4 separate regions of the Mus musculus genome follow, and regions 1, 3 and 4 are each linked to region 2. The links are chromatin contacts, called in public HiChIP or PLAC-seq and Micro-C maps. All regions are on one chromosome and are shown on one strand. The core of a region is the stretch at or near the end of the contact, and the rest is flanking DNA. Distances in the headings are between cores, read along the strand shown.

Region 1 (5,230 bases), core at 1,703-4,202, 380 kb after region 2:
TTTTGGTTTTTCGAGACAGGGTTTCTCTGTGTAGCCCTGGCTGTCCTGGAACTCACTTTGTAGACCAGGCTAGAACTCAGAAATCTGCCTGTTTCTGCCTCCCGAGTGCTGGGATTAAAGACATGTGACACCACGCCCGGCTAGGACTCATTTTTAAACCCAAGTTTATTCATGTTTAAGTAGTAAAGAGAATGAAGTCAAAGAGGCTCCTTCCAATAGGTTACAAAGTGAGAGATAACAGCTAATTAAGTAAAATCCATCACCTATCAAGTGCAGGTGCCACACCACAGGCAGGGTTACTGTCCTGTTTACTACTGAATAGACAGAAGCTTTCAGACTGACTAAGGTAGGGCCAACCAAGCCAAAAACTACCCACCTGCTCCAGGACTCAATTGATAGTCTCTGGCAGTCATTGCTTATTATTACCAATAGCCTTCAAGGCCCCAGTTCCTTCTTCTTAAAGAAAAAAGAAACAAACAACCCCCCACCCTCCCACTGAATAGTGTCCACCTCATATATGATACTGTTACGAGTATTAAATTAAAACAGTGGTGCCTAACTCCTGGTAAGTACTAACACCTACATGTGAACAGATGCTTGCCCCACATTTGGTAAGAGGCATGCAGTGAGTGTCAGCTGTGTGTGTGTGAACAGAGAGTGTGTACTGGCGCAATCCACTGGCCACCCATAAGTTTAACTCCTGACTCCCAGTACTCAGGATAGGGGCCTTCAGGAAGCGCTCAGTAGCAAGTTAGGGAAAACATGAAAGTTAAAAGAAGCCTGAGGGCTGGAGAGATGACTCACAAGTTAGGAGCTGTTTCCAGACTGGAGTTCAGTTCCCAGCACCCAAACATTGGATATAGTGCACAACCACCTGTAATCACAGCACTAAGTGGTCCAACGCCCTCTTCTGGCTTTCACAATCACCTGGATACACAACTAAAAATAAGGTTAGAATCTTGAAAACGGCAGCCTCATTCCTCAGGCACCCTTCTCATAAAACGCACAGTTCTGACCTACCAGAGCAGGGATGAGCCCAGCCATGGCCTGACACATTAGGACGACTTCAGAAACCCAAGAAAAATGTAAGAATGGAAGACTGTCTATATCAGGCAACCCTGGGGTAAGGGAGAACAAGGATTCTCTCAATATCATAACATCCATCAGTTCTTATCCACACCCATAAAAAAGTGGAGCAGCAGCTCAGACTGTATTTGTGCTGGAATTCATTTTCCTGTCATACCAGTAGCAATGTCTGGCTTAGCCTTTCTTACCTGCCCCCTTATCTGGAAAAAGGAAAGAAAAATAGTATCTAGTTCACTAGGATATTATTAGGACGTTTTGTTGTTTGTTCTTTTGAGACAGAGTTTCTTTGTTAGCTCATGCTGTCCTGGAACTTGATCTGTAGACCAGGCTGGCCTTAAACTCAAAGATCCACCTGCCTCTGCCTCTGTAATGCTGGGATTAAAGGTGTGGGTCACTACTGCCCAGCTTCATTAGGACTTAACCAAATACTTGATAAATTTTTATAAAATGGGGAATCTGTACAGATATTAGTACAGAGGTAAACAAGAGAGATCCTAGCTCGGTTTACAGCCCCAGGGCCAAGTAATAAATGTAATACATGAACAGGTAATACATGTATCAAACTGAAATCTGAGTGGAATTATCAACGGAAGGAGCCAGAATCTGCTTATGCTAAGATGTTCAGGGAAATCATTTCTAAAGAAACAATTCCAAGATTCCACAGAGCATCACTTTAGGTCCACTACTTGTTGTGTGGTTATGTGGCCTGTTTACTTGTAAAATGCAGATGTTGTCAGTTCCGGCCCTGGGGATTGAAAGGACTGTGGCATGTTAAAAAATAAATAAATAAAAATTAAAAAATGCCGGCCCGTGGTGGCGCACGCCTTTAATCCCAGCACTCGGGAGGCAGAGGCAGGCGGATTTCTAGTTCGAGGCCAGCCTGGTCTACAGAGTTCCAGTACAGCCAGGGCTGTAAGAGAAACCCTGTCTCAGGAAAAAAAAAAAAAAAAAGCCGGGCAGTGGTGGCACACGCCTTTAATCCCAGCACTTGGGAAGCAGAGGCAGGCGGATTTCTGAGTTCGAGGTCAGCCTGGGCTACACAGAGAAACCCTGTCTCGAAAAAACCAAGGGGGGGCGGGAGAGCACTTTGTACGTGCTAACCACATAATACAACGCCGGCGAATTGTGTCACTTTTAGTTTCAACTACAGGTGGTGGAAAAGTTCTCTTTCCTCCCGTGCCTCGGTTTTCTGCCGAGAGCAATAAGGTCAGAGCAGCTCACTGTCCTGGGATAGATGCCAAGCATGCTACTCACATTTGGGGACAGAAAGAAAATACCGCCTAGTTCACAACAGGTCCTAGAGCTTGCCTAAACTCTCCGTTGCCACGGAAACCGCTCTCCCGCCCGGTGGTCCCGCCCATTCAGTAGACACGATTCCTTTCCCGCGGTCCCGGAGTTTCCCAGCTCCTTACTCGAGAGACGCTTTCCTCGCCGCCCAGGGTCTGTAGCATCTTGGCCTCGTTACGTACTACGCCCGGGTACTCCACGCACACCAAGCGCCGTTCCCGCCGCAGGTCCACAGGGATGGCGGCCTTCGGGTCCGCATCCGGCTCCGCCGCCGCCATGCCTACTAGTCTGGTTCCAGCCCGCCGCGGTCCGTTCTCAAATGGCTCCGCGAGGCCTCACCTCAAAGGTTCCGCGAAGGAATTGTTCCGGTCCTCCTTACCTTTCTCGTCTCCTTAAATCATGGAGACTCGAAGGCCTCCAGGAAGAAGTGCGTCGCCGCAACTGTTTATTTTGCTACACCACACAGAACTGGGGGCTTTTTAATTTAAAATGAAGAGGGTTGGACAAAGGGGCGAGACGAGGGCGTATCCCACCAGCCGACCCAACCAAGACAAGCCAGGATTCGACCGGGTTTTTCCGGATATCCCGTCCAATGAGAGCTTGAAGACGTGCCCCAGGCGTCCTCTGGCCCGCCTCTCATCCCTGAGCTGGTTTTCGGCTGTCAAAGAAAAAGCAGTCCACTGAGTCCTCTTAGCCTTGCTCCTGTGTGCATGTATTTAGGGCTGAGTGCAACTGTAAATTAACAAATTGATAACTTCTTATCATCACACCTCTGTGAGTTTAATACACAAGCTTCAAAGCCTTTGTTGTCATCTTGCAGAGATGACAGTAAAATATTAGATGCACATCGCATCCCATATTAGGATGTACGCACAGCATGCTTAGCAAAATTTGCAACATAGGCTACTCACCTGTTGGTTCTGTGAGGGTCTGATTAGATAGGTAAGTCTGCTGAACTCGGTGCTTCTACCTCTGAATGAGAAGAAGTTCGGTTCCTGAACCTACAAAGCTGCTTCTAAGCTACATGGAGCCTCGGTAAACCCCTCATCCAATGTAGCAACACTCTCAATATTCAGCTGTCATCTCTTCTCCTTATGATATAAACATGATCTTAGAAAGCGATCTCACGTTGTTCCTGTTCTCAGCGGGACCCTCACCCCTCTTTCCCCCCACCACCTAGCTGTCAGCTTCTCTTCATCACTTAGGTTTATGTATAGGCTTTATCTCCCCTGGGGATCCACCATGATAACCTAAACCTAGTCTGCTGATTTCCTTGGTGCACTCGGCACTCAGACGCACACATCGGGGAGCACAGCCTTATTTGCTTAATGCTGGCCTTGCTTTACTGTGTTGGCAGCTTCCTAAAGGTAAGTATTGCTTTGCTGCGGACCTCTCAGACCTGAACACGGGGGTAGACACAGAGTATACATTCACTAAAGATGTTGTGAGCCAGTGAATGAATGAGGCGACACTTTCATGACTCATTCAATCCAGGCCTAGATCGACACGTGGCCACAGAACACTGAATCAATCTCATTCTAGAGAGGCATGTCCGTATGTGAACAGGAACCACGGAGAAGGGCAGGAGGGGAGACAAAGACAAGGACCAACCTGAGGTCCTCAGGCCAAGCTTCTGAGAGAAAGAGACTTGGTCCTGCCTGGGATCCAAGCCAGATCTGGCGCACAGACCCTCACAAACAAAAACTTACCTATCTAATCAGACCCTTCAGACTGGAAGCTGAGAAGAGCCAAAAGGATCAGGCAGCTAATGAAAGCAGTGTCCACACATTTAGCATTTAGGAAATGCAGTCTCCTGCATGCCTGGGTCTGTGGGGAGTGGATGATGAATCAGAAAGCCTGTCCTTCTAGAACTCACATTGAGTAGCAAGAACAACTAGCAAAGGAATTGGAGGCTGAGACGCTGTTCAGTGATGGAAGAGGTGCTTACTGTTCAAGGTGTTGAGTCCCATCTCTAGGCTCCCTCCCACCTACCATTACACCTAGAAAAGATAACGTTGAGGAAAAATCAAGCCCATGGCATTTACCCATCTTTCTGCATCCAGCCTCTTCAGATTCAGTTTTCCAACAGGCCCTGGCACACAAGGTGAATTTTACAAGGCTCAGAACTGGGGCGCACTAGTTTGGTGACCAACACCCCTTCAGCCACTGCTCTAGGACCAAGGACGTTCTGGGCCTTAGCTGTCTAAATGTGCTCGCAAATCTCAGGTCCTGCTCCTGATACATAGACTTGGAGAAGGGCAGATGTCCTAGCCCCTGAGATGACCCAAGGCAATGGAAAGGGGATGCTGGCTGTGTAGCAGAGCCTAAATCCACAGGAAAGCATCGTCAGGCAAGCAGCATAACACTCCTATCCAGGGCTTTGCAGAACGCTGAATATTGTTGGCAGTGTGCCTTTGGAGGAACCAGGAGTGGGGAAAGTACTAGCCTTTTATCAACTAGTGAAAAGGAAATCTTTGGAAAATATTTTTCTGAGCTTCAACAGAGATGCGGTATAACTCATTGTATTCTCAAGGTCAGTCCACAGTGCACATAGTAGGTGCTTTCTTTAATATTCCCTTGCTAGGCGTTGAGTCTCCTTGGACTGGATGAGAAGTGTAATGTTTCCTTTTGGCCATCAGATGGCGACAGAACATTCACATGGGCAAGCCCTCCATCTGCTGGCGGTAAGTGGTCATGACATCCTGGAAGATGGAGAAGTTGCTGCACTAAGAAACCCCAGTTCAAGCCTGAGGTCTCCTGAGTTCAGGAGCCCCCTGAAAGGCTTATGCTAGTCCCAGGGCCAGTATTCTTGCTGTCCATCTGCTCCATCTGTGCCCACTTATACACATGTTCAGGG
Region 2 (5,515 bases), core at 1,078-3,577:
CTGGGACTACTTGACCAGACCAAAGCTTCACTGTTTCAAACTCTGAATTCCATTTCCTTTCAAAAGCCCAGCTAAGTTAAACTCCTCCAATTCAGGGCAGCAATTGTGGATCCTGTGGAAATCACTCACCTAACACAGAGTCAGGAACTCTTTGAAACCACTATAGTTATATGGATATATGGCTATATCTATATGGTTATAAATCCCCACCTCTCTCCTTATGAGGAAATACTTGCATTGCTTGTGATATTTGACTGACAGCAGCTCCAGAGGTGTGTCAGAGGGCTCAGGGTCATCACACCTTATATCAAAGCCCAGCTCCGCAGCCTGCCTTGCACAGGTTGCTGGCTGAACCCATATTTATCATTTGAAAAGGTGACAATGACTGTCACCAGAGCAGGCCAGTCTTATTCCTACGCTCTTAACACATCACAGGAGAAAGCTACTATCGTCAAGCCCATTTTAAAAATGAGAGAGCTGAGTCTCAATAAAGCTCATTAGCTAGGTCACTGTCTCATACAAGTTCATAGCAGAGCTCCCCTTGACCCCAAGGTCACTTGACCTCTGGGAGGGACTTCTGCCCATTAGAGAGCAGGAAAGGTTTAATGGTGCTTGGCCATGGAGTGTGCCTAACAAAGACAGTTATGGTCTCTATGCTGCATCTGACACAGAGCTTAGAGCATGTTGCACTGTGTATCTTGCACTAAGTAGGAATTCAATAAAAGGTATGACTCCTGAGACGCCTTGAGAACTTTGAGGACTGTACTGGGCTGGATTTGAAATTGTTGATAAACATTAAGCGCTCCTTACCTTTGTGTAGTAGGAAGCAAGTGAGTAGACACAGCCACGGCCCTGATTCTGTTCAGAAAATGCCTGGCAGAGGATGTAGGGCAGAGAGCCTTGCATCTCCGGCTGCTGCATCCAGCAGGACCACTGGGTGTGACTGGACTGCAGTACCAGATTTCACGGAGAGATGGCGCCCTTCCCTAACAGTTGTAATTCGCTGGCATCTGACCCAAACTGGAGGCACCAATGAATGCCATGCATTAACCAGAGAAACAACTCCAATTGACTTCTTGAGCCAGCAGGGCTCACGCCCAGCACTCGGGCCAGGGTCATCTTGGCTGTTGACGTTTTCTCTGCAAATGAGGACTGAACACAGAGAGACAAGCCCCCGGAAGATGTCATATCCCTCTTGGCAGACCCCAGGAGGCCTGCCTTTGTTCTGACATCTCTTCCTGGTCTATAATTGACCAGGTGGGAAAGAGCGCAGGGGTAGGGGGCTGCGAATAGGCTGGCTTTCCCTGCCCGGGACTGGAACAACTTGGAGGAATGCCTGCAGAAACTGGCTTTCCTCAGCTTAGAGGGCTTGCTTCAAAGTCAAAAGCACTATGAAGTTGTGTTTGCCGGCTGTTCTGTTTTGCTGAGACTTACAAGTCTTGGCACAGATACTGCTGAAGCTTGCCTGGCCCTGATCTGGGTCCCTGCGAGGGACCCCTGTCCATCTAAGCCTACAGCATAGACGCCAGATACTCTAACCCCGCCCCTCCCCGCCCCCCGTGCATGTACCATACCCCACAATCATGGGTGTGGCCCCTCTAGTTCCTCCTGAGCCCTATGCTTCCAGCAGCTCCTGACGGTAGGTTGGCACACTCTCTCTCCTTCATCCTCTACTGTGCACAGCAGGCATACCGCCCCCCTCCAGTCCCTCTCTGTTTAAACCTGCTCCCACAAGCCCAGGGTGTTCCCCCGCTAGGACTTCCAACTGTCCCCTCCTTCTGAGGTAGTTGTCCAAGGTTCCCAGCAGTGTCTCTCACTTTGTAGCTACCTCTTTACTCCTGCGCTGACACTGGAGACTCCACCCAAGCTACTCTTTCCTGCTGGGGCTCAGGAGACACCCCAAACTGACTGGACTTAGTCCACCAGGGAAGGCAAGCCCAGCAGCAGGGGAGGAGACCCTTGACCACAAGCAGGCCGGGCCTGGGCGAGACAAAACCGTGAGGGTGACCGAGAGAGCTGGGCGAGGGGGTGTTCTGTGGATGGGTGCCATGCGAGATTCTTGAGGTTTTATATTTTTTTTTTACGATTTGTGGCGGCGTTTTATCCGTCCTCCTGGGTGACCCTAACTCTTCGGCCGACCGGTTTGCAGACCTCGCTGCCTGCAGCCAGGGGGCGTCGCGGAGCCGGAGCTCGGAGGAAAAATCCACCCATTTCCTGGGCAGATTGCGTCGGCCGCCGCCCGGCCTTGTCCCCGCCCCCCGGCCGCGGCCCCCGCGCACAGCCCGCGCCGCGCTCAGAACCCGGTGGCCCTTCTCGAGAGCGGAGCGCGCGGGGACGCTGCAGCGGCGGGCAGCGCGGGCAGGCAGCGCGCGCCGGGCAGGGCCGCCTGGTCACCTCCCGGCGCCGGGGCGGCGCGGCGATGGCCAGTGCGCACAGGGAGGCAGAGACCGGCGGGCGGCGGCGGGCAGAGGGGGCGCGGGGACGCGGCCGGGCGCCCCTGCCCGCCGTGGTGCCCGCCGCCTGAGGCTGCCCGGGGCGCGGGAGCCGGCGCCGGCGCGGCGCGGGCGCAGGAGGCCACTCGAGGCGCGATGTCGGTGCCGCTGCTGAAGATCGGGGTCGTGCTAAGCACCATGGCCATGATCACCAACTGGATGTCCCAGACGCTGCCCTCGCTGGTGGGCCTCAATACCACCCGGCTTTCGGCCGCCAGCGGCGGGACGCTGGACCGCAGCACCGGCGTAAGTGCGCCCGCCTTGAGCCCTCGCGGCCCCTCCTCCCTCCTGCCTCCTCTCGGGTCGAGCCCCGGGCTGGCCCGGCGGTGCGGCACAGGATGGGGTCACCCTGGGAGGGAGGGTTACAAGGGCCGGGGTCACGAGCCCACCCTCTGCCCTGCAGCCAAGCAGTGCCTTCAGCTGCGGCCGCCACTCGCACTCTGGCGTTTCGGGGCGATGCTTTTTGCTCCCAGTCCCCCGGAGGGGCTTGAGGACACCTGCTTTGGTGATGGTGGGAGGGGTTCAAAGTCCAGAGTCCTCGTTCACTAATATTAGAAAATCTTTCTTTGCAAAGCTTAGGAAACTGAAGCTAGGGACTTGGGGACTTAGCCAAGGTCACTCAGCAAGTAAGGGGTGGAGGTGCTGCTTAAAACCCTTTGTGGGCTAGGTCCAGCCAGGACTCAGCTCGCCCTACTTTGTAAAAGACGGACTGGACCAGTGCAGAGTGGGGCCCAAGGCAAAAGACCAGAGCTTGTGATCTCACCTGAGCCCCCCAAATCCCAAGGGACCCTTCCGGTCTCATCTCGGTTGGAAGATCTCAGCGTGCACTCTGGAGGAGGTTGAGAGGAGCTGGGCGGGACCCAGCTGCCGATCTGTCTTCACCCACCCCTCTCTACTGGCCTCTGACACGGAAATCGAATCTCCATGTCATCGGCAGCCTGCGGATGGGGAGCTATGGCTGGGGGTTGGGTGGAGGGTCTGGATAAGGCTGACTTCCATGATAGATGGAGCAGGCTGAGCAGAGACCACCCTTAAGTCAGGGGCCACTGGAAAGGGACCCTGGCATAACCTTCTCAGTGGAAAGGACAGGTGAGGGACCATTCTCCTCCAGTTTGATCCCAAGAGCTGGGTGGTGTGACCCACCACCACCACCACCACCATCTATCACTCTTGTAGGGTCTGCCTCTCCTGTTGTTTTAAAAAGAGTTTTCCTAGTGCCCTGGTACTGGGAGTGGTGTCCCACTCCTTAAATCCCAGAGGCAGGTGGGTCTCTGTGAGTTTGAGGCCAGCCTGGTCTACAGAGTGAGTTCCCTGACATTCAGAGCTGCGTAATGAGACTCTGTCTCAAAAAAAAAAAAAAAAAAAAAAAAGCCAAACAAAAATATCACCATGAGTTTCCCTGATAAGGATTTTGGATGCTTGTGTCCTAAGCTGGATGAATGAAATGAAGTATAGCACTACCTGCTTCTCTGCCTTCTTCCCATCCTTATCTAAAAATAGCAGGGAAGTGCAGGATGCCAGGGAAGGGCTTGGAGACTGGGTAGGCTGCAGTGGCTGGAGGGCAGGGGTCATGGTGGTGTGTATGCAGGAGCCTTGGTGGCTTCTGCCCCTGCTGTGTATCTGAAGGTCAGGGTCATGGGTGGTATAGAAGGCCTGCAAGGTGAATCCAGCCACTCAGTTCTGGGTCCTTGGTGGTCTTTGGGCAAACCCTCAGGATTGAGGTTAAGGGTGACCCTTACACAATATATTTGTTGACATCCACCAAATGGCTAGTGCGTGGGGGAGCTTCATGGAGTTGGAAATCAACATCTGAGCCAGGCTGCTTTTGTTCGGGAGACAACACAGCTCTAGGGTTGCTGCTCTCAGTTCTTAGGTGCCGACTCAGGACTCATAACAATTGTGCTTGTCTCCAAGTGTTAGGGAACAGGAGCTCAAGGCTCGTCAGCATCTTGCTGGAAGAAGAGGGTATCTGATTCCCTAAGCCATTAGCTACTGGTTTCTTATATGGCCCCCTCACCCAACCTAGTGCATCGGCGGCCCCTCCCACCTCCCCCGGCATTAATTTGGTTAGAGGTCAAAACTCTGAGCACCCAGGGTTGAACATGCATTTTAAGGCACTGTTCCTCTCCAATTCTTTGAGACCTCAGCACCTGGGTACAGGTCTCCCTCATCCTCACATTCTCTCTTTCTCTCCTCGTGCCCTTCCCTGCCTGCCCTTCTCCAGGTGTTGCCCACCAACCCCGAGGAGAGCTGGCAGGTGTACAGCTCTGCCCAGGACAGTGAGGGCAGGTGTATCTGCACAGTGGTCGCCCCCCAGCAGACCATGTGTTCGCGGGATGCCCGCACAAAACAGCTGAGGCAGCTACTGGAGAAGGTGAGTCCGTGCAAGGGGTTGATGTGTGAGTTTGCACATGCAGAGTGCAGTGTGGCGGCCTGAGGCTTGGCTGGGCCTTCACTGGCATGGCCCACGCTCTAAACATTTGTGACTGAATGAATGGGCAGATGACCGAGTGGCTAGGAGAATGGAGAGAGGACAAGGGTGGCCCTGGTTGGGAGATGAGTACACCTGCTTCCTGGGCTCTGAGGGCTCTAGGAAGGAGCTTGTTGGGAAAGCCAGAAGCATGGCTCTCCTTCGTCACATGCCATCTCTCCTCTGAGCAATGCTCAGGGTCTGGTCCAAAGGCTCCACAATGCTGCCAGGGAAACGGTGGGTTCCTGATATATGGCACACAGGCTGTCCGTGGGGATGTCTCCGTCCCACCTGCCAAGTCCCCCCTGCCCGCATGGATGCTCCTAGTGGTTGCTTCCTAACAAGAGGGCAGCGATGTTTCTATGCACACATTCTGAGTCTTGTCTCACTTCATTGTCACAAGACCTGAGCACAGCTGGTGGCACTGGTCACTCCTCAGTTTGATGTCCCCAGGCTACACAGCTGGTTGGAAAGGGAGATGGTTCTAATCACTGAACCAGTATCTTCCTATTGGGATTCTGTTTCTTGCCAAGAGTACCTATAGGCTGCCCCC
Region 3 (5,397 bases), core at 1,165-3,664, 310 kb after region 2:
CAGGCGGATTTCTGAGTTCGAGGCCAGCCTGGTCTACAGAGTGAGTTCCAGGATAGCCAGGGCTACACAGAGAAACCCTGTCTCGAACCCCCTGCTCCCCCCCAAAAAAAGGAAACACCTAAGAATACAAGAGGAGAAGCAGATGTTCTGTTTATCCTCCGAGGTGTGAGAATCTGCCCCTGACTCACAGCCAACGGCCCCCAGACCTTGATAATAATCCATTTCATGTTACAAGACCCACGCTGGCTCAGCTGGGAAGAACCACTTTGGAGCTCATCCTGCTGTGGTTGGCAGGATCCACGGTGACCATGAGACCTCTCTGGCTTCTTGGCCATGTGGACCTGCCTTTCTGTAAAACGGCTCATAACATCAGAACCTGCCGCCTCCTCAGAGTCGGACAGGGAAGACGGAGGGCCAGGAGGAAACAAGAAATCCAGTAAGACACAAGATGCTTTCTAAACAGAACATTGGCCGTGACCTTGTGGTCATGGTATTTGTTAGTTGGAAGCTAGTCAGTTCCAGCCCACTTCAGGGGATGGGGTTAGGGCTGGTGGGGATCGGCCGGCGGCTTAGGGTTGATGTATGGGCTGAGCAGAAGAGTTAGCATGCAGGCCAATGGGAGGTGTGTGCCAGAGGGGCACATCTGACTTTGCTTACCTGTCGACCCTCCAGTGTGTAGGCTGGGAGAGGAGACCAAGAGAGGACATGACTGTCCCTGTACCACTGCCCAGAGCCAGGCTTGCTGTAGTTTATATCCCTGCCACTCTCCATCCCCACCCACAATTCTTCCAACTCTTAAGGTTGTGTTTTAGTCACAGCTGACAGCAGTCCCCAAGTGTTACGGTGTCATCTTACACACACATACACACACACACACACACACACACACACACACGGTCAAGTAGGTGCTGGAATGAGTCTCCACTGTGCTTATGGGAGACCAGGTAGGCCTTGAGAGGAAAACAAAGGACAGAGATGGGTGACTCACATGGCCTTTAGCCTCCTGAGATCGAAGGGCCAGGGATATGGAAACACAGAGGTTGGTTGTCCTGGCACCAGGGTGGCCATGAGCAGCAGGAAGCATCTTCTTCCTCACCTGCTATTGCCTTCATTGCTGTCACCCCACCCCACCCCACCCCCCATCTGCACACCTGCTGCTGTCTCTTGACTTTTTCCTCTTCCATTTTCAGGTATGTGTGTTATACATATATGTGTATATATGTTGTGCATGAGTTTTGGTTCATTTGTTTTGAGACTGGGTCTCTACATAGCACTAGCTATCCTGGAACTCACTGTGTAGACCCCAGAACTCACAGACATCCTCTTCCGAGTGCTGGGAACTCCAACACACTGGGCGTAGATGCATGTGTTGGCACATGCATATGGTAGGTGCTGTGATCATTGAGGGAGGCAGGGTCTCAACTAATAGGGCTGGGCTTGCTGGCCAGCTTGCTCTGGAGATTCCGTCTCTATCCTTTGAGGCTAGATTTATATCTGTCTGGATAGCCACAGCCATCAGGCATTTGCCTGAGTCGTGGAGGTCCTGGCCCTGTAACCTCTGAGCCATTTCCCCAGCTTCTGACTTTTACGGTTGTCTGAACTTGGTGAAGTAGCAGAGCTGGAGAGCCATTCATCCATGTGCTTGTGCATCTCATAGGTCAGCCACACGAGAGAAAGCAGGAAGAGCAGTGCAGAAAGCTGACAGGGAGCGAGACAAGAGTCAGCGAGGTAGGCATGACGGTGACAAAAAGGTGACAGGCCTGGTACGTTGTGTTAGTGTCCTGTGGCTGCTCTAGCAGAATGCCATATACTGGATGACCCTGTGCAACAGAAATCTCTCGTGGTTCTAGAGGACAGAAGCCTAAAAGCAAGGCATCAACACCACTGAACCACAGCTTCTGGCATGGCTGTAGTCCTTAGCTTTAAATCCCCCTAAACGTGTCTGTAGTCCTCTGCCTCCACACAGCTGCCTCTGTGTGTCTGTGTCTCTGTGTGTCTGTGTCTGGTTGTCTCCATTACTGTAAGGACATCGTGTGTGTGTGTGTGTGTGTGTGTGTGTGTGTGTGTGTGTGTGTGTGTGTGAGAGAGAGAGAGAGAGAGAGAGAGAGAGAGAGTGTGTGAGAGTGAGAGAGTGAGCCCTGACCTGACCCCATCCCAGTCTAGCCTTGTGTTGCCTGGATCTGCAGGACCCAAGGGCTTTTGGAAGGACACAGCTGAGCCTGTGAGGAGGGTTATAGGGAAGGCCAGGTTCCTTAGGATCTGGCAGAATTTCACCTGTGTAGGAAGGCTTGAAGGCCACCAATGGTAGCACCAGCAGGTGGCGCTGTAACCTCTGGTGTGGAAGTTCAGTACTGCACTGCCCTGTCCCGAGTTTCCACAAAAGCTCATCTGGTTGCCAGGAGACAAAGCAAACTGTAAACAGGTCAGGAGTCATCCTTGGTGACACACACTGAAGGAAATCAGAATGAGAGCAGGCGAGCAGCAGGGTGTTGCTGGTAACCACTGAGGAGACCTCAGCTTCTCCCCCACCCCCTCTCCCCAACACACACACCTTGGGGCCTGGACTTTGCCTCCCTCTGGCTCGTCACCAGTAAGTTGCCTTGGCCTACTGCAGTTTCCAGACAGCTCCCCTACCTATTACCACAGGCCACAAGAAGTAGTTTTAGGGAAAGGTGAGCTGCTTATACAACACATGGCTGGCAGGGACCTTAGCCTTAGCCTGTCCCAGAGGAGGCATGTCTACCCAGCATGGCCTGCTGCCAACACTGGTTGGCTGGGCATGGGGACAACCCCTGGTTGGGTAATGGCAAGCCCCAGGTGACACTCCTTTACAGACAAGCCAGGGAGGGGCCAGGCACCAGGGCTAGGGCGGAGAATGCCTTCCAGTTATACTGGGCTTCTAGTGGTCAGAGCCCTGTCAAGGCAGGAAGAGCCTGAGTTGGTGGTTAGCAGGAATGGAGATGCAAACCAAGCTAGACAGATTTTTTTCATCCCCCTGACTCTAATGAGGGCCTCAACTCTGCTTTCTGTGTTGGGTCTTGAACCTCAAGAGAATCCTCTCTTAGAGGGTCACGGGGTGGTGCACGACTGCAATCCCAGCTGAGGCAGGAGAATTATGAGTTCAAGGTCATCCTGAGGTACACTGTGAGACCTGAATCCCCTACACACACACCCCCAAACTGAGTCTTAGAGGCATAGTACTTTCTTGGATAGGTGGCTTCCTTGTAGGCAAAGGTAGGTTTGGGGAGCCTCCAGGGCCCCTTACAGGTAGCTGAGACAGCCTGAGGAGGTAGAGATGGGAAGGAATGTGGCATCTCCATAAAAATGACAAGTCCCAGAAGAAGGGAGAGTTCCCATGGCAACCTAGTACAGTTGCTTAGCAACCATAGTCCCCCAAAATACCTGCAGGAAGACTCCCGGCTAGGGGCTTTCCCACCGCCTGTGTGTGGCTCTTAGCTCTGAGTGGTTACCTCCTGTGGTTGATCCACCCACACCTCCATATAGGGCCTAGCAGCCCACAGCCCCAGGATCCTTACTGAGAGAAACCCCAGTCTACTCCCTCTTCCTATTACCCCAAGCTGCAGCTGCCTACCATCAGGCCAGTCCCTTAGCAACCAATGCCATTTTCTAGATATCCGAGTGACAATTGGACAGTGGTAGAATGTCAGAAAGATTCAGAATCAGCTGTACAGTCAATTGTAGCCTGGTGCCGGCCATTCCAGAGGGACAGGCACGATGTTTTAACAACACAAATACCCTGTAGCCCCGGACTCCCTAGTCCTGGGGCACGGCAGCATCCCAGGTGTGGCAAAGACCAAGAGTCCCCTGGAGCTCCTGGAATACAAGGCTGTGGTCTCAAACCAACTTTGAGACTAACTAGCCGGCTGACCACAGCATAATTCCTCTTGACCTGTTTCTCCATCTCTGGCTCATCTGTCCCTTTCCCTGTGTGCTCACCACTTTAAACATCAATACTGCCCCGTAAGTTATGTCACGTTTGGGGACTTGCATGGGATGTGGGAAATCGGGCCCAGGGCCTGCACGTGGCTGAGTCTGCCTGCCTCCGCTGGTAGATTCCAGGGTTTGAGGTTGAGGTAACTGGATTCCAGCACACAGTCTGGGCAGCTGGACACTGGGCTTGAGGTTTTAGTATTAAATATCCTGAAATGATTGCTAAGCCAGTCAGTGTTTTTTCGTTTGTTTGTATATTTTTTAGAACAATATCACCATGTAGATCAGGCTGGCCTTGAACTCATAGAGATCTGCCTGCCCCTACCTCCTACGTTCTGGGATAAAGGTGCATGCTACCATCCTTCAGAACCTGTCTGTGTTCTCTCTCCTTCCCCTTTCCCTTTCTCCAAGGAAATTCCCACTCCTGGCCTCCCTGCAAGGGAATAGGTAACTATAGATCCCCTTAGGTGCTGCTATGTTCATTTGTGGAGCCCAACCCTGTGCTGGAAGAAGGCTGTTCAGGGACACAGTCTAGCAAGAGGTGGCCTCTGGCTACCTCCTGGACTGGCCTTGTAGCCCTGCCCTTAGACTGGGTGCATAATTAAGGAGCTGAGGCTTCTTGCTCTTGCGGGGCTGGGTGAGAGGACTGAGTCCTCTCCCTGCTCGCCTCCTCTGAGTTGAAACCCAGAGTCTGTTCCCCTGAAGAGGGCTGAGCCGTTGCCCTTGAGCACTGCCCAAGGCCCTTTATTGCCAAAGGAGATGAGGAGAGGTGGGCCTGTGTAACCTACCTCCTCTTCTGTCTCTTCCCGGATTCCATCCTGACCCTAGAGGTGACATGTCCCAAGAGACTGGGGGTAGGTGAGATAGCCCAGTAAAGTTCAAACTGGGCCCGGCAGTGGTGGCGCATGCCTTTAATCCCAGCACTTGGGAGGCAGAGGCAGATAGATTTCTGAGTTCAAGGCCAGCCTGGTCTACAGAGTGAATTCCAGGACAGCCAGGGTTACACAGAGAAACCCTGTCTCAAAAAACAAAATAAAACAAAACAAAAGTTCAAACTGGGAGGGCAGAGAAGAAATGATTTTGAGTCCTTGGGGTTCTCCCCACCTGAAAGAAATCCATTGCAAAGGAATCCACCCTTGCCTGACTGTGGCCCAGCCCTGATTGTCACAAGGAGGGGGAGGTGCTAGCAGGTCTGGCTTGTCTGGAAGTCAGAAGGGAGGAGGATGAAGCCAGGCAGATGAGAATCCTGACTTAGCCCTTTAACCCCAAGCCTTCATGACCTCCCCTGCAGGCTTAAAGACTTAAAGTGTATATGAGGGTGCTCAGACACCTGACACCACACAAGCAGGCCTTCCAAAGGTACAGGGAGTATCTGAAGGCAGATAGCCACAGGATTCTCCAGAAGGGACAGCTCTTAGAACAGGCAACAGGCAAGGACACTTGCAG
Region 4 (5,088 bases), core at 2,313-4,812, 320 kb before region 2:
TCTGTTCTACTTGGCTTCTCCGCTGTGGTGATGAACACCATGACTAAAAGCAACCTGGGGATGGATGAAAGGGTTTATTTGGCTGACAAGCCCTAACCACAGTCTGTCACCAAGGGACTCAAGCAGGAACCTGAAGGCAGGGACTGAAGCAGAGACCATGCACGAACACCAATGGTTGGCTTGTTCCCAGCCTCTGAGTCAGCTATCTGTTTTATATCTCCCAGGACTACCTGCCTAGGGATGGCACCACCCACAGTGGGCTGAGCCCTTCCCACAGTATGGGCTGGCTGCCTCTGCATGAGCTGCCTATGATCCTGGCCACCATGTAGAAGCATGTGAGATCAGATCCTTGTGTGGGACTGTCATCACAGACAAGCAGGAATTTAGGTGATTTTAGGTGACTTCACTGATCCTGGGAACAGTCCTCTGCTGTAGGGGCAATATCTCCACCCCTGCAGACAGTTCTTCAAGAGACAAAGCAGAAATTTCTCCTGTGGACACTTTCCTTGGCCTGCAATCTCAAGCCAGCTCTGTGAAACAGTCTACAGGAGACGACCTGCGCCAGCTGCCACCGTCTGGAAAACGCATCTCAGGACGCTTGTCGTCTGACTCCCTGCAAACCTGCTTCTCATGCCAAAAGTCAGTCTAGTGTCTCCTGGGCTGTTCTGCCTGGAAATCCCATCATTTTTAAAGGCTTGTTTGGCACCAGCGGGGAAAGGCTAGCCAGCTTAGGTTAAAGAAGCCAGTCTTAGTGGACAGGACATGGAAACACTTGGTGCAGGGAGTGGCTGGCATACAGAAGGAAAATCCAGAGCTGCCTGCCCCTCTGTCTCAAACATGCCACCTCCCTTCACATCTGAGTCTTTGGGAATCCCAGAGTCAGCTTCATTACTCCACTTCATAGGTGACAAGCATCGCAGAGAGGGAACTCATCTGCCCAGGTTTTGCAGTTAATGAATGGCATGTACAAGGGTGGGACATCGGTCTGGCTTCTGAATGCCAGCTGAAGGACGCATGGGTGGAGCTCTTCCCTGGGCACAAATGTAAAGGCATCCCTGCTGGTGTGAATATCTCTACACACAAGGCAGAGCCACAGCTCATCATGACCTTCTGCACCTACCGCAGAGCTGCTGGGGCCCAGGACCTGTTGGAGGGCCAGTCTGTAATGTGCCTGAGAGACTTCATATGCTCCGAGAAGGAGGGAAGCACCTCCCACCCCTTAGCGTTTCCTCTTTGCTTCTCCCCAGAGTCTCAGGTAAAGGTCCTCCCTCATTGTCTGCTTCTATGTGAGAACAGCAACAGTCCACAAGCCTAATCAGGATGGACTCCTGCAAGCAGGGACAGCTGACCTGATAATAATGGCAGTTGCTTTGCTTGGAGGACTGTATTCTACAACAGAGGGTAATGGCATGTATGCATGGCAGGGACATGCAGGGGACACTGGATGGAGGTGGATATACAGAGACAGGCGAGATGGAAAGAACACAGCAGAAGCACAAGACTATGTCCATGATCATGGAGACCTGGTGCAACAGTGCAGGCTGGTATAGATGGGGCCCACAGGCAGCTTGCTTCCTCAAAGACTCATGCTGGTGAACAGACCATGACCAATACTCTCCATTATCATGAGATGCCAATTGGGCACAGGAGGATGCTGGGTATGGGTTGGCTTAGCCTGAGCAGGATGCCTAGGGTGTACCTGCTGGAAGGCAGATGTTCTGAGTCTGTATTATAGCACGAAGAGGGAAGAACCCTGTGCCTGCTGATCAGCTGCAGCACTCATCTTGGCTCTGACACAGCGCATTGCTGATTTGGTGCTCTGGGTAAGCCCCTTACCCCGCCTGACTTGCAGCGTCCCCGTCTGTGGATGGGAGAAAGACCTCCCCTGATATGTAGACCTGATGCAGGTTGGGGATGGGGAGGTGAGCTTGGTGAAAGCCTCCGGATGGCTGAGGTTTTCATCCCCATGAAACTCACCAATGGAATGGCACATAAGCACACAGTATACACAGCACACACACAGAGACACACATATGCATGTACATGCCCCCACATGTGTTCATACACACACACATACACATCTTATCATTTATACAACTTACACACATACATAATTATTCCATAACAAGTACAAGCTGGCTTTTAACTCTTACTGTACTGTGACTGAGTCTGTCTGTCTGTCTGCATGTCCACTCAAGCTTGTTTCCCTCTGCCCTCTCTGTACTCTGGATAGAATTTAGGACCTTTGTGCACAGCCTCTGAGCTGCATCCCCAGCTTTCCTCCTCTATTCTGTGTACTGTCTGATGTTCCCTATAAGGTACATTCCACACTTAAGCAAAGCTTGAATTAAGTCAGTACTAGCCACCCCCATTCAGATTCAAGAACCAGAGCATGGCCATCCCAGCAACTCCTCTGACTGCCTTTGCCCCCTGACTGCCTCTATCCCCTGACTGCCTCTGCCCTCTGACTGCCTTTGCCCCTTGACTGCCTCTGCCCTCTGACTGCCTCTATCCCATGAATGCCTCTGCACCCTGACTGCCACTCTCCTCTTGTTTGGAGAATAATGAGAAACTAGGGAGCCTGAGGATGCAGCCGGAGAGAGATGTCCCAGGCCGGTCTCCATCACTACAAAATTCTTTCAGGCTGCAATGTGTTCAAAGGGAGCGATAGCTTTGTGTCTGAAAGCCTTCTTAATTCACTCTGATTCTTTCTAAACAAACCCTGAAGCCCTTGGAGAAGGGCAGGGCAGTGAGTCAGGCTTTTGCAGGGCCTCCCAGGCCTGGAGAAGTCTGGGAGAACTCCTGTCTCCCTCTGCTGTAGATGGGGAGCTGGGAGCCCCTCTCCTTTTCCAGCTGTCAGCTCTGGAAGGGGGCTCTTCCTTTTCCTTGTGAGTTGTTGGGCCACTAGGGACAGCAGTAAGGCGGTGGGGTGGGATCTGAGACTGACCTTCACCTGATTAATAACTTGGTCACTCCTTGTTCACTTAAGGCCCCTCTGGGCATCCTTGACAGTCTGGTCTGTGGAGAGGTAGAAGGCAGGTCCCCAGCGCTGTATTGGCCTGTCAGTCATAGTCTAGGGAGCCCCTTCTGGCTGAATTGCAAGTTGAGTCTCCGCCCAGAAGAGGAGCTCTCGGAACTCCTCCTTAAAGAGAAAGTTCTGTGTGGTACTGCAATCTCTCTTTTGAATTCCAGCGATCAAACTTCGGGGGTCCCTCAACGTTGGTTCTTGGAGTCTGGCCAGGTCGGGGTACCTGAGGCGGGAAGAATCTAGGATCAGGGTGGGCCATCAGGTTTTGGAGGCCGCCGCCCAGAGCGGGGAGAAAGAACGGGGGCGCCGGCCCCGTCCCACGTCCGCTCCCGCCCCGGGCCAGCCCCTTCCTCGCCGCGACTCGCCCGCTATCCCCACCCCCTCGCCCTCGGCGCCCAGTGGGAGGCGGGGACCGGCCTTGCTGAGCGGGGCGCCGGGCTCTGATTTGCTGCGGGCGTTGGGGGCGGTGGGGGGTGGGGGAATCCACAGCCTCCGCGTTGTCTGCCAGCAGCGAGGGAGGGAGGGAAAGGGGGGAAAAGTGCTCAGCGCCGAAGGCGAGGTCCGCACTCCTGGTCCCCGCGGCTGGCGCAGGACCTCACTCCAGCGGAGCGCCCACGGGGAGCGGGTCGCGGGGCAGCAGCGGTGAGGAGGCCACGAGACTAGAAGGAGGAGGACAGGGAGTGCGCGAGCAGCCAGCGAGGGGGTCCCGGCCGTCCCGGGCCACAGTCGATCCCTGCGCCGTGGGCGAGCGCGCCCGCTGCCTCTTCCAGAACAGCCACCGCCGCGGGGGAGATCGGGCGGGTGCCGAGCTTCCTATGACTCCCTGAAGTTGTCGTGCTCCCCTAGCGTCCGCCACCCGGGACGTGTCTCTGGTCCCCGTGCATCGTGTGCGTCTCCCGCTCCCCGGCCCGCGCACCCCGCCGGCATGGACGTACACACCCGCTGGAAAGCTGCGCGCCCAGGCGCCCTGCTGCTGTCTTCGCCGCTACTCCTGTTCCTGCTGCTGCTGTGGGCGCCGCCTTCGAGCCGCGCAGGTAAGAGTGCTCTGGGGACCGGACCTCGGGGACTGTAAGAGGTGCGCAGAACCTCCGCGCCGCTGTCATCTCGGGCTCCTTCGCCGCCGGCCTCCTCCGAGCCTGCAGAACTTTCCTCCTTGGCCTGTGGAATGCACCGGGCAAGACAACGAATACCATTCGTTGGGGGCCCAGGAGAGGGAGCCGGGCCAACTCCATCCCCGCGGCGTACCGCCCCCTCCTCAAACGGGCCTGCTGGGTGGGGCTGTTGGTCGAGTCAAGGAAGAATCTGCCTCGTGTTAGATCCCAGCAGAGGTGCTCACACTTTTGTCCCCAAACCTCGCATTTTCTGTCCCACATCACAGGCGACCCGCTGCATCCCACGCAGCCCTTAAGCAGAAACTTTCCTTCTGAAAGCTGGAAAGGGCCGCCCCCTAGAGTCAAGGCCATTCAGTTCCTCAGGGACGCCTAGGGGTGGAGGGGGATCCCAGAAGTTTGAAACCCCAGCTATGGACTTCCCTCTGTACACACCCTCTTGCTTGTCTGAGCTAAGTTTCTGCAATTCCCAGGGGACAGAGTTCCCTGTAGTCCCTGACAAGTCTTCAGGGGCACTGGGGAGCCCTGTGAGGTAGGCCAGCCCTACTCCTAGCCGTCAAACCTCCAAACCCCTTAGAGGTAGTTTTCTTGGGCTTTCTGCCCAAAGATGGGATGAACGGGAAGCCTGGAGAGGGCCTTGGAGTCTGGGCTGGGAGCTTCTCAGATGATCTGCAGATGTGAGACTCCTGCCAGGTTGGGTTCTCTGAAGGAGCCCTGATCCAATGGGCAGAATCAGGGAGGTACTGGGATTGTCCCTGTCTGTATTTCAGCGCTTTCAGGCTCAGGTCTGGGCAGGCATATTATTTTCAGCATCACTCTTGTTAGTTAGTTGTGGGATAAACCTCCCCAGAGCCCTTAAACACCATAGCCCAGGGTGGGAAGGCACCAGGCATGTGCTGATACAGGGAGGCGAAGGCAGTTAGAAAGAGTTCAGGCAGCCGAACAGCGGGT

What was found. HiChIP or PLAC-seq counts read pairs in DNA pulled down with a chosen protein or histone mark. Hi-C and Micro-C count contacts between places; a contact is called where the count stands out from the background.
Region 1: a CTCF HiChIP or PLAC-seq map of embryonic stem cells shows a contact between it and region 2, with 8 times the contacts expected there. The contact joins the promoter of Gtf3c5 here to the promoter of Olfm1 in region 2. A contact is called at or near these places in 8 of 39 promoter capture datasets (the 3T3-L1 cell line, embryonic stem cells, frontonasal cranial neural crest and 4 more), 1 of 15 datasets of contacts at CTCF or cohesin (embryonic stem cells), 2 of 484 Hi-C or Micro-C datasets (both in embryonic stem cells) and 1 of 9 other capture datasets (adipose tissue).
Region 3: a contact with region 2 is called in a Micro-C map of embryonic stem cells, with 6 times the contacts expected there. The contact joins the enhancer-like site here to the promoter of Olfm1 in region 2. A contact is called at or near these places in 7 of 39 promoter capture datasets (the 3T3-L1 cell line, the HPC-7 cell line, embryonic stem cells and 3 more), 7 of 484 Hi-C or Micro-C datasets (the HPC-7 cell line, bone marrow-derived macrophages, embryonic stem cells and 1 more), 4 of 115 datasets of contacts at active chromatin or transcription factors (bone marrow-derived macrophages, embryonic stem cells and epiblast stem cells) and 2 of 9 other capture datasets (embryonic trunk and macrophages).
Region 4: an H3K4me3 HiChIP or PLAC-seq map of embryonic forebrain shows a contact between it and region 2, with 4 times the contacts expected there. The contact joins the promoter of Col5a1 here to the promoter of Olfm1 in region 2. A contact is called at or near these places in 19 of 39 promoter capture datasets (the 3T3-L1 cell line, the C10 cell line, the HPC-7 cell line and 11 more), 1 of 484 Hi-C or Micro-C datasets (embryonic stem cells), 10 of 115 datasets of contacts at active chromatin or transcription factors (craniofacial prominence, embryonic forebrain, embryonic midbrain and 4 more) and 2 of 9 other capture datasets (embryonic stem cells and liver).

What each region holds. Positions count from the first base shown.
Region 1 is chr2:28,580,327-28,585,556 of GRCm38.p6, forward strand. Gtf3c5 (general transcription factor IIIC, polypeptide 5) reads right to left here and starts at 2,953. Exons shown (of 12, transcript NM_148928.3): 1 at 2,499-2,953. The coding sequence starts at 2,651.
Region 2 is chr2:28,203,362-28,208,876 of GRCm38.p6, forward strand. Olfm1 (olfactomedin 1) reads left to right here and starts at 2,328. Exons shown (of 6, transcript NM_019498.2): 1 at 2,328-2,738; 2 at 4,717-4,866. The coding sequence starts at 2,589.
Region 3 is chr2:28,515,022-28,520,418 of GRCm38.p6, forward strand. It overlaps a transcript of Ralgds not described here. Among named protein-coding and RNA genes, the nearest start is that of Ralgds, 16 kb to the right of the region's middle. Within about 2 kb of position 2,415, at least 225 of the 459 cell types and tissues checked have an H3K27ac peak or open chromatin away from gene starts, as enhancers often do. A contact at or near this core is called in bone marrow-derived macrophages, embryonic stem cells, epiblast stem cells and 4 more, where this site is marked.
Region 4 is chr2:27,882,863-27,887,950 of GRCm38.p6, forward strand. Col5a1 (collagen, type V, alpha 1) reads left to right here and starts at 3,563. Exons shown (of 66, transcript NM_015734.2): 1 at 3,563-4,062. The coding sequence starts at 3,954.